Linked DNA regions of Mus musculus: region 1 is linked to region 2. The links are chromatin contacts, called in public HiChIP or PLAC-seq maps. All regions are on one chromosome and are shown on one strand. Each heading gives the region's core, a stretch centred on a gene start, on an enhancer-like site or on the middle of the called end of the contact. The rest is flanking DNA. Distances are from core to core; before and after follow the strand shown.

The links. HiChIP or PLAC-seq counts read pairs in DNA pulled down with a chosen protein or histone mark.
Region 1: an H3K4me3 HiChIP or PLAC-seq map of bone marrow-derived macrophages shows a contact between it and region 2, with 3 times the contacts expected there. The contact joins two enhancer-like sites. A contact is called at or near these places in 7 of 484 Hi-C or Micro-C datasets (the Ba/F3 cell line, the G1E-ER4 cell line, bone marrow-derived macrophages and 3 more) and 10 of 115 datasets of contacts at active chromatin or transcription factors (bone marrow-derived macrophages, cardiomyocytes, craniofacial prominence and 6 more).

The regions. Positions count from the first base shown.
Region 1 is chr6:30,335,640-30,340,426 of GRCm38.p6, forward strand. No RefSeq gene overlaps it. Among named protein-coding and RNA genes, the nearest start is that of 1700095J07Rik, 33 kb to the left of the region's middle. Within about 2 kb of position 1,407, at least 156 of the 459 cell types and tissues checked have an H3K27ac peak or open chromatin away from gene starts, as enhancers often do. A contact at or near this core is called in bone marrow-derived macrophages, where this site is marked.
Region 2 is chr6:30,204,319-30,209,396 of GRCm38.p6, forward strand. No RefSeq gene overlaps it. Among named protein-coding and RNA genes, the nearest start is that of Gm31221, 29 kb to the left of the region's middle. Within about 2 kb of position 1,448, at least 41 of the 459 cell types and tissues checked have an H3K27ac peak or open chromatin away from gene starts, as enhancers often do. A contact at or near this core is called in bone marrow-derived macrophages, where this site is marked.

The DNA of each region.
Region 1 (4,787 bases), core at 157-2,656, 130 kb after region 2:
GGAGGGGGAGAAAGAAGAGCAGTAGACAGATGACTGCCACCAGCTCGTTCAGCATGCCACCCGAGCAGGCCACATCCCTCTCTCTAGCCCCTCGGTTGTGCCGATAGACCAGTGTCAGCTTCCACCATCTCCCCCGCTCCTTGCCCAGGTGGAAGTGATGTGGGGGGAAGCAGATGTGGACGCACACGCACAATGTCCCTTCCAAGAGGGCCTGGCATGTGCTTCTCCATGTTCCTGAGATAAGGGTCTCTGTAGCTGTTTCAGGACCAGGTGAATGAGTGGAAATTTCAAAATAAAAATAAATAAATAAATAAATAAATAAATGAGGAAGACTGACTGCTCGTAAGGGCTCAGGGTTTTTTTTTTGTTGTTGTTGTTTTGTTTTTCGAGACAGGGTTTCTCTGTATAGCCCTGGCTGTCCTGAATCTCACTTTGTAGACCAGGCTGGCCTCGAACTCAGAAATATGCCTGCCTCTGCCTCCCAAGTGCTGGGATTAAAGGTGTGCGCCACCACCGCCCAGCTCAGGGTTTTTATTATAAGGGAGAAAACAGGTAGAGGCAGAGACATCTGGGAGAGTCCAGAGCGACATGACCTTGAGTAGGGCCATGTGTGGAGAGGTGACCTAGAGTGGCAGGCAAAGAACCCACAAAAAAGCCAGCATAGCCAAAATGGCTGGATTATATAGGGAAGGGCAGCCCAGCCTCTGGGCTGGAGAGTTCAGGGTAGAGGACAGGGTATGCTAACCAGGAGGACCTTGTCACCAAGGGATGCTAGGCAGCCAGCATTCACTTATATGTTAACAGGCAACTCAGTCACTCTGTCTCTGGTTTGAGAGCTAACATTCTCCTTCAGGTGTTGTAGGTTGTCTTTCATTGGAAAGCTCGATGCTCTGTCTCTGTGGATGTTCACCAGGATTCCTGGTCAGGCTTCATATGGGGGCCCCCCATTGTTCAGGGGAGAGAAAGCCTGTGCCATCAGTCCACACTTTCCTAAACTTGTTGACATGCTATGACAGGGGCCAGATTCGCATCTACCCTGCTGGTGACTCAGTTACACCGGAGTGAGAGATAATTCTCTTTGGCCCCATTTTTCAGGTGGGCAGACTGAGGCAGAGAATGGGTAGAAGGAGGGAAGGAAGGTGAGAGCTCAGAGCCACTCCCTTCTGAGACTAGGATCCTTATGTTTGCTCCTACTTCAGGGTCTTTGTTGTCTGGAATGCTTTGCTCCCCATTTTGCCTGCCGACTCTTCAACTTCAGTTGGGCAGCAGCCAAAACATCAGTTTCCCAGAGCCTTCCCTCGCCTCACCTCGAGAACACTGGCCCCTTCCAGTCACCACCCCTCATGTTGTCACATCCGCCTGTTTTGGTTCTCGGCAGGACACTCTAGCAGACTCTGCTGGCTGCCTTCCCAGCAGCCATTTCCCCTTCCTCCTGCCCGTACAACTCAGAGTTTGTTTGGGTTTCTCTTCCTAGTCCCACTCATCATGGGAATAAATTCTGATTGGTGTTTGGCAGCCTCTTCACTAGTGGTTGACTCTCTCTCTCCTCTCTTCCTTCCTGAGACAGGGTTTCTCTGTGTAGCCCTTGCTGTCCTGGAACTCCCCCTGTAGACCAGGCTGACCTCAAACTCAGAGATGCACCTGCCTCTGTCTCCTGAGTGCTGGGATGTGTGTGTGTGTGTGTGTCTGTCTGTCTGTCTGTCTCCAACCCTTCCAATCCCCTAGCCCTCCCACCTAGCTCACCTCACCCCCTCCTCGAGGGCATTACTTTCTATAGATTTTTAAATTTTCTAGAAAGGTGATACAGAGCAAGAAACCTTTCTTGTCTTTTAAAATTTTTTTTTTTTTTTTTTGGTTTTTTCGAGACAGGGTTTCTCTGTGTAGCCCTGGCTGTCCTGGAACTCACTCTGTAGACCAGGCTGGCCTCGAACTCAGAAATTCGCCTGCCTCTGCCTCCCAAGGGCTGGGATTAAAGGCATGCGCCACCACGCCCGGCGCCCTTAAAATATTTCTTATTTACTTGTGTGGCATGTGTATGCAGCAGAGACAGCATCAGGCGACAGTCGTTGGGTCTTTCTTGCTCTGTGATGCTTCACCTCTAATCCCAGGCTAGCTGCCTGAACCTTCTTGTGATTCTCCTGGTACTGCCTCCATCTTGCCCAGGGCGGTTCGGTCTACAGACACAAGCCACTTCTGGCTTTTAAATGGGTTCTGGGAATCCAAACTCAGGTTGTAGGCAATGTGTCCAGCATTTTTATGTGATGAGCCATCTCCCCAGCCTGCCCTCTCTTCCCCTTCCATTCCCTTCTGTTCTCCTTCCCTCCACCCCTGCTCTCCCTTCTCCTCTCTCCTCCTCTTCCCTTCCCTCTTATCTCTTCCCTTCCTTCCTTCCTCCCCTCCCCCTTTCTGGGCTCATGTAGTCCACAATGAAGTTTAATTTAATATATAGCTGAGGATTGTCAATGACCTTGAACTTCTAATTCTTCTGCCTCTGACTCCTGTGTGCTGGGATCATAGGTGTGCTACCACCTTTGGTTTATGCTGTGCCCAGGTTGAGTCCAGAGCTCCATGTGTGCTTCATGAGCACTCTACTCCAAGGACAGCCACACCTTAGGTCCTAGGAGCTAGGATTGTGATGTATGAACATTGAAGAGACACAATCACTCCACAAATAGGGTAAGAAAAAAAATACCCTTGTAACTTTAGCCATTTAGTGCATTGTGACTGTCTGTTACTTAGGTTTAAGAACATCAATTAGGCTGGGTAATGGTGGTGCATGCCTTTAATCCCAGCACTTGGGAAGCAGAGGCAGGCAGATTTCTGAGTTCGAGGCCAACCTGGTCTACAGAGTGAGTTCCAGGACAGCCAGGGCTATACAGTACAGAGAAACCTTGTCTCGAAAAACCAAGAAAGAGAGAGAGAGAGAGAGAGAGAGAGAGAGAGAGAGAGAGAAATCATTGACTTAGTTCTATACTCACCTATTAACTGTCTCTCTCATCAAGACATCAACTCCATGAGGGCAGCAATGTCTAGCCTATTCCTTGCCCCAGTGCCTAAGAATAGACACTTACATAAACAGCAGTGCCAGGGGGCCGCCTCTCCTGAGCACCTTCCCTCGCTGATCTTGATTAGAATTTATATTTAAAAAGCAGAATCTGATAATACAAGAAATCCTAGTCCCTGGGTAAATGAGAAGCCAGGTCTTTATTTTGAAGATCTAGAGTCTCTCTCTCTCTCTGTGTGTGTGTGTGTGTGTGTGTGTGTGTGTGTGTGTGTGTGTGTGTGACTATGTTCTAGAGTCTGTTTTATAGAGAGGCACACATTAACACATTATGTTGGTTCCAGTCTGAGCCTCTGGAGTTTCCAGTTTCAATCAAACAAGAAAATGATCAAAGAGGGCACCGCTGCTCAGGGCTCCAGTCAGGACTCAAGAGTTTGGAGTGAATCAGAATCATCTGGAACCTTGTTTAAAGTTTTCAGACGCCTGGATCCACCTCATAGACTCTGATGTAATGGGTTTAAAGTTTTTAACAAGCCACCAGGTGACTCTCAAGAGTCTGACCCCAGGAAGGCTGAGGAAGGAAGGACAGAGTTAGTTGTTCTGAGCCTGTGTGGGGAGGACAGAGATCCCTTCTGTGTGGGCAGAACCTCAGAACCTCATGTGGGCTTGTTTGAATCAGATCACCAGATCATGCATGGGTAGGCATAATAGGATGGGGTAAAAGCTGCTGTGTGTGTGTGTGTATTCAGTGTGTGTGTATTCAGTGTGTGTGTGTGAGTATTCAGTGTGTGTGAGTATTCAGTGTGTGTGTGTATTCAGTGTGTGTGTATTCAGTGTGTGAGTATTCAGTGTGTGTGTGTGTGTGTGTACTCAATGTGTGTGTGTGTTGTGTGTGTGTGTGTATTCAATGTATGTGAGTGTATTCAGTGTGTGCAGTGTATACATGTGTATAGTATGTGTATGCAGCATGTATGCACATATGTGCAGTGTGTGTGTGTATGTAGTATATGTGTAGTGTGTGGTGTGTATGTACTATGTGTAGTAAGTGTATAGTGTGTGTAGTATATGTGCCAGTTCCAGTGGGTTTGTGTTCATATAAGTACACACACGTAGAAGCCAGAAGAAGATGTTATATCTTCCTCAGTTGCCTGCCATCTCATTTTTTGAGACAGGGTGACCCACTGAACCTTAACCCATCTGTTCTGCTAAGTTGGCTGGCCAGCAAGCTCCAGGGATCCACCTGACTCTGTTCTTCCCCTGTCTCTGGGATTGCAGTCTGTGCAGTCATGTCTGCTTTTTTTATTTTATGTCAACGGTTGCTTTGCATGAGTGTATGTCTGTGCACCAGGCCAGAAGAGAGTGTTGGATCATCTTGTACTGGAGTTAAAGGTGGTTGTGAGCCACCATATGGGTGCTAAGGGTCAAATCTGGGTCCTCTGGAAGAGTGGCTGGTGCTTTTAATGGCCAAGGCATCTCTCCAGCTCCCTGGCTTTCCCTGCTTAGAGAGCAGAACTCAGGTTCCCATGCTTTCTCAGGGTGCATTACCCAATGAGCTCGCGGCTCAGGCCAAATCCTTCCCTTCGAGAGGCACCTGAGCCTGGGCCTCTCAACAGTCCTTCTGTCCTTTCAACAGTTTTGCCAGGGAGACCGACATGGCTGTTTTGCTGAAAGTCTTGCTGGCAACTTGGTAGCATGTTGAGAACAGAGACAACCCAACTTACCACAGGGCCTAAAAATAGGCCCAAGCCTGCAAGAAGCTAGCTGCACAGGCTGTTGAGATTCTCTC
Region 2 (5,078 bases), core at 198-2,697:
TCTTAAAGCTCAGCATATGGCCTTTCCCACCTGGCCCTTACTAACTTGTGTATAATAATAATAATAATAATTTGTTATTATTATTATTATTATAATACAGGCTTTGCCTCAAGAAACCACAGTCCCTTATTTTTACATTTATGTATTCAGGGGGGAGAGTGTGTTAATGGCATGGCATATGTGTGGAGGTCAGAGGTCGGCTTTCAGGAGTTGGTTCCTCTTCTGCCACCACAGGGATCCCGGAGATTGAACTCAGGTCACCAGACTCAGGGGGGAGTGACCTTTAGAGACAGGGCTGAATCATAAGAGCACCATCCAATTTCCCACCCACACTAAGAGGCCTGGTCCTCAGGAACACGGGCTGCAAATGTCAGGAAGCGGCGGAAACCTGGTGTAAGGGCAAAGCAACTAGCTTTCCACCAGCGGGAGAGGCGGGCGGCCAGCTTGCAGGCAGACCCTCTTCCTGGCCTCTGCCAACTGGGACCAAAGGCTCTCCTCTTTCCCCAGCGCTGGCATTCTCCGAATTCAGAAAAGCTGCTCTGGAAGGCGGGAGAGGGAACCCCCGGGATCCACATGGCAGGCAGGGAGAGTCCAGCAAACTGCATTGTGTCCTCCACACAGGAGGGAACAGATGCTGGGCAGGCAGCGCAGCTCGAGCTGGAGAGGCCCTCATCCCAGGGCTCCGTGTGAGTGAATTACTGGCAGGGGACCATGTTGTCCTGAGCCCGTGTGCTCCTTTACAGGCCCTAAAACCCGCGGTCTCACCGCTTCCCTGCAGCCCGAGCCACACTGCTGGGCCAGTCCCCTGACCTCAGGGGTCCTCTGCTAGTAAGGGCCTGCCAGCTCACCCTGAGGTCCTCCATGCAGGACAAAGGCCGCCTCCTTCAGTCTGGAAATGACTGCTCTCAGTCCAGGTGTCTTTGAATGGGCACTGTCTGCTCAAACAACCCAAAGCCACCTTCTCCATTCCTTACTGTTAGCATGTGCTGCCCGTGTGAAAAGAAAGATCTAAAAGATCTAAGTACTTTCACTTTAAATTGTTCTCAGCTTGGCTTTTTTTTTTTTTTTTTTTTTTTTTTTGGTTTTTCGAGACAGGGTTTCTCTGTGTAGCCCTGGCTGGCCTGGAACTCACTTTGTAGACCAGGCTGGCCTCGAACTCAGAAATCTGCCTGCCTCTGCCTCCCAAGTGCTGGAATTAAAGGCGTGCCACCACTGATCGGCTTGGCTTCTTTTTTTGTTGTTTGTTTGTTTGTTTGTTTGTTTGTTTTTGTTTTTTGTTTTTGCGGAACAGGGTTTCTCTATATATCCCTGGCAATTGACAGGTTGGGGTCCTGTGTTCAGAGGACAGGTGTGGTAGTCACAGAGCGGGGATGGGGATGCTTTGTGCCACCAGCCAGGCTCTCCCTCGCGAGGCGCAGAGCCGGGGCCAGCACGAGCCCCGCGCGCCCCCTGGCGGCGGAGCCGAGGAGGGACACTCTGGAGAGCCTGTGGCGTCTCAGCAGCTCTGGGGTCACAGCATCTGCCACCGCGGGCGGTCTCAGCTGTCTACGGACTATCCAGAACGGCGGAGCCCCGGTGTCCTCAGATCCTGGAAGTCACGCCCCTCCCGTCCCGGAGGATGAAGCTGAGGCTAAGGGGACAGCCAGGTGGAGCCTCAGAGCCCCCCACCCCGCGAGCCTCTGCTCCCACTGCCTGGTACTTCCACTGTCCCTGAAGGCATCTAGGCTCCGGGATTATTTGCCTTCTATACAGAAAAACCCTAGCAGCCAGCAGAGGCTTCCAGCAGCAGGAGGGTGGGGGGCGCTTCCCGGTACTGAGCATAAATTCCTTTCTTTTTAACTCCCTCCTCCCCTCTACGCACTTTGTCTCTGGGAGAGTACTGCATTTTTTCACGGTATATACACATTAATTAGAGCTCAAAACAAGCACTGTACATTTTTCTGCAAAACTTTGTTCTAGTAAAACAATAACAAAACTTCTGGGAGGCAGAGGCAGGCAGATCTCTGAGAGTTCAAGACCAGCCTGGTGTACAGATCGAACTCCTGGACAGCCAAGGCTAGGCAGAACAACTCTGTCTCCAAACAAACAAATATTGTATTTAGATTCTATTTTATGCATGTGTGCTTTTGCCTGCATATGTATGTGGACCATTTATTTGTGTGCCTGGCACAGGTGGAGGTCAGAAGATCTCCTGGAACTGTAGTTATGGGTGGCCGAAGTCTCCATGGGTGCTGGGAACTGAACTCAGGACCTCTGGAAGAGCAGTCAGTGTTCTTAATCACTGAGCCATCTCTCCAGCCCCCTGAATGTTTGTAGACAGGATTGGCCAAATTGGCTTTCAACTCAAACTTCTCCGCCTCCTCAGCACTGACCAGAGACTGGCTATGCCTTTGACCACTGAGAAATTAGCATTCGTGTTGATAGATACATACTGAACTAATATTACCATCACTAAAGTGCAAATTAACTCATGAACTTTTTCTTTTTCTTTTTTTTTTATTTTATTTTATTTTATTTTATTTTTTTTTGGTTTTTCGAGACAGGGTTTCTCTGTACAGCCCTGGCTGTCCTGGAACTCACTTTGTAGACCAGGCTGGCCTCGAACTCAGAAATCTGCCTGCCTCTGCCTCCCGAGTGCTAGGATTAAAGGCGTGTGCCACCATGCCCGGCTTACTTTTTCTTTTTCTTTTCTTGAGACAGGGTTTCTCTGTATAGTACTGGCTGGCTGTCCTGGAACTCACTCTGTATAGACCAGGCTGGCCTTGAACTCAGAAACCTGCCTTATCTTTGCCTCCCAAGTGCTTGGATTAAAGGCGTGTGCCACCACTGCCCGGCAACCCATTAACTTGTAAGTATCAATTATACAGCAAACAGGTAATATTGAGCTAAATAAATTATTTATTATCTTTTTAATATTATCTTTTTAAATAAGGTATTGTCCCTGTCTAAAGGAAATGCAGGGACAAAAATGGAGCAGAGGCTGAAGGCCAGGCCGTCCCGGGACTGTCCCGCTGTGTGATCCATTCCATCCACAGACACCAAACCCTGGCACTATTGCTGATGCCTTGATGTACTTAGGGCCTGGCATGGCTGTCCTCTCAGAGGCTCTGCCAGCACCTGACTAAGACAGATGCAGATACTCACAGCAACCATTGGACTGAGCCTGGGGACCCCAATGGAAGAGTTAGGGGAAGGACTGAAGGAGCTGAAGGGGGTTGCAACCCCATAGGAAGAACAAGAGTATCAATTAACCAACCAGACCCCTCAGTTCCCAGGGGCTAAACCACCAACCAAAGAGCACACATGACTCCAGCTACATATGTAGCAGAGGACGGCCTCATCTGGCATCAGTGGGAGGGGAGGTGCCTGGTCCTGTGAAGGCTTGGTGCCCCAGTGAAGGAAGATACCAGAGGGGTGAGGCAGGAGTGGGTGGGTGGGTGGGTGGGTGAGGGAGCACGCTCTTGGAAGCAGAGGGGAGGGCGTGGGGAGGAGGTTGTAGAGGGGAGATCGGGATGGGGGGACAACATTTGAAATGTAAACAAATGATTAATGAACTTAAAAAATAAGGAAAAAAAAACCAGTGACCACCAGAAAGTTGTTTTTTGTTCTTTTGTTTTTGTTTTCTGTTGTTTTTTCAAGACAGGGATGGCGATGGCATTCTATATTTCTGCTCTAGAGAGTATGCTCCTGATCAGTTTTTATTTGTTGGTATTGAAGGTTGAACCCACAGCCTCACACACAGGATTCTACTACTGAACTACATACTACTGATTCTCCTGGCCCTACAGCTGACTTTATCTCTACTGAAGGCCTCAGAAACACTGGCAATGCTGCTGTCAGTGGAAATGGGCTGTGTTGGAGGACAAGTCCTGACTCTCAGATCTGGACCAAAACTATGGAACTGACATCTGGGCAGGTCAGCCATGGTGTATCTGGGTCCCAGACGGTGAAGAGGTCAGCTCAGAGTATTTGGAAAATTCCAGACCCCTCCTCTCCTGGAAGAGAAAGGTCATGAAACACTTAGGTACCCCCACTCTCCGGAAGGGAGAGGCTAATTACATTCCTTAGACCAGTGTGTGTGTGTGTGTGTGTGTGTGTGTGTGTGTGCACTTGCATGTTTACTATCAGTTACGTGCAGGTGGCAGAGGCCCAGAGCACTTAGACACATTTCATGTTGGCCATCTACAGACAAGGGAAGTCCTTGCCACCTCATTCTCTTTTTTTCTTTTTTTAAAGATTTATTTTTTATTTATGTGAGTACACTGTAGCTATCTTCAGACACACACCAGAAGAGATCCCATTACAGATGGTTGTGAGCCACCACGTGGTTGCTGGGAATTGAACTCAGGACCTCTGGAAGAGCGCTCTTAACCAACTGAGCCATCACTCCAGCCTGCCACTTCATTCTCTAAAGACCAATCAGTTTAAGTCACACTCTTCTGTCAATCACATTGTGCCCAATGGCTGCTGCTTTGAAAACTGTATAAATACTCGCCCAAATGTGCTGTGTGGTCGTTCTCTCTCACCTCCATGTGTAGGACAACCCCAAAGCGCTGGAACAATAAATTCCTCTTGCTTTTTGCATGGATTCCTGGCTCTGCATCATTCACTCAGGGAGTTCCCAGTAAGCTACGCCTTGCCAGAGTCTTACAACAGAAGGCTCCAGTAGGTGCAGGCCATCGACTCTGTACTTTGAACAGCATGAGGTCATAGTTCACAAAGCCTTAAGTCCTAGGATCCAGCATAGTAACCACACACTCTCTCTCTCTCTCAGTTACGGCCCCAGGATGGAGGGAGGGCTGGTCTACTCACTGGAGTGCTCACAATGGAATCCTAAGAGGGCAGAACTTTCTGCATACAGGGCAAAGCAGTGGTTCTCAGCCTTCCTAATGCTACAACCCTTTAATACAGTTCCTCCTTTTGTGGTGATTCTCAGTCATGAAATTATTTTCATTGCTATTTCATAACTGTAATTCTGCTGTTATGAATCAATTCAAATATCTGTGTTTTCCGACCTTTGTGAAAAGGTCATTTGATCCCCAAAGGAGTTGTGACCACAGGTTGAGTGAGACCCATTG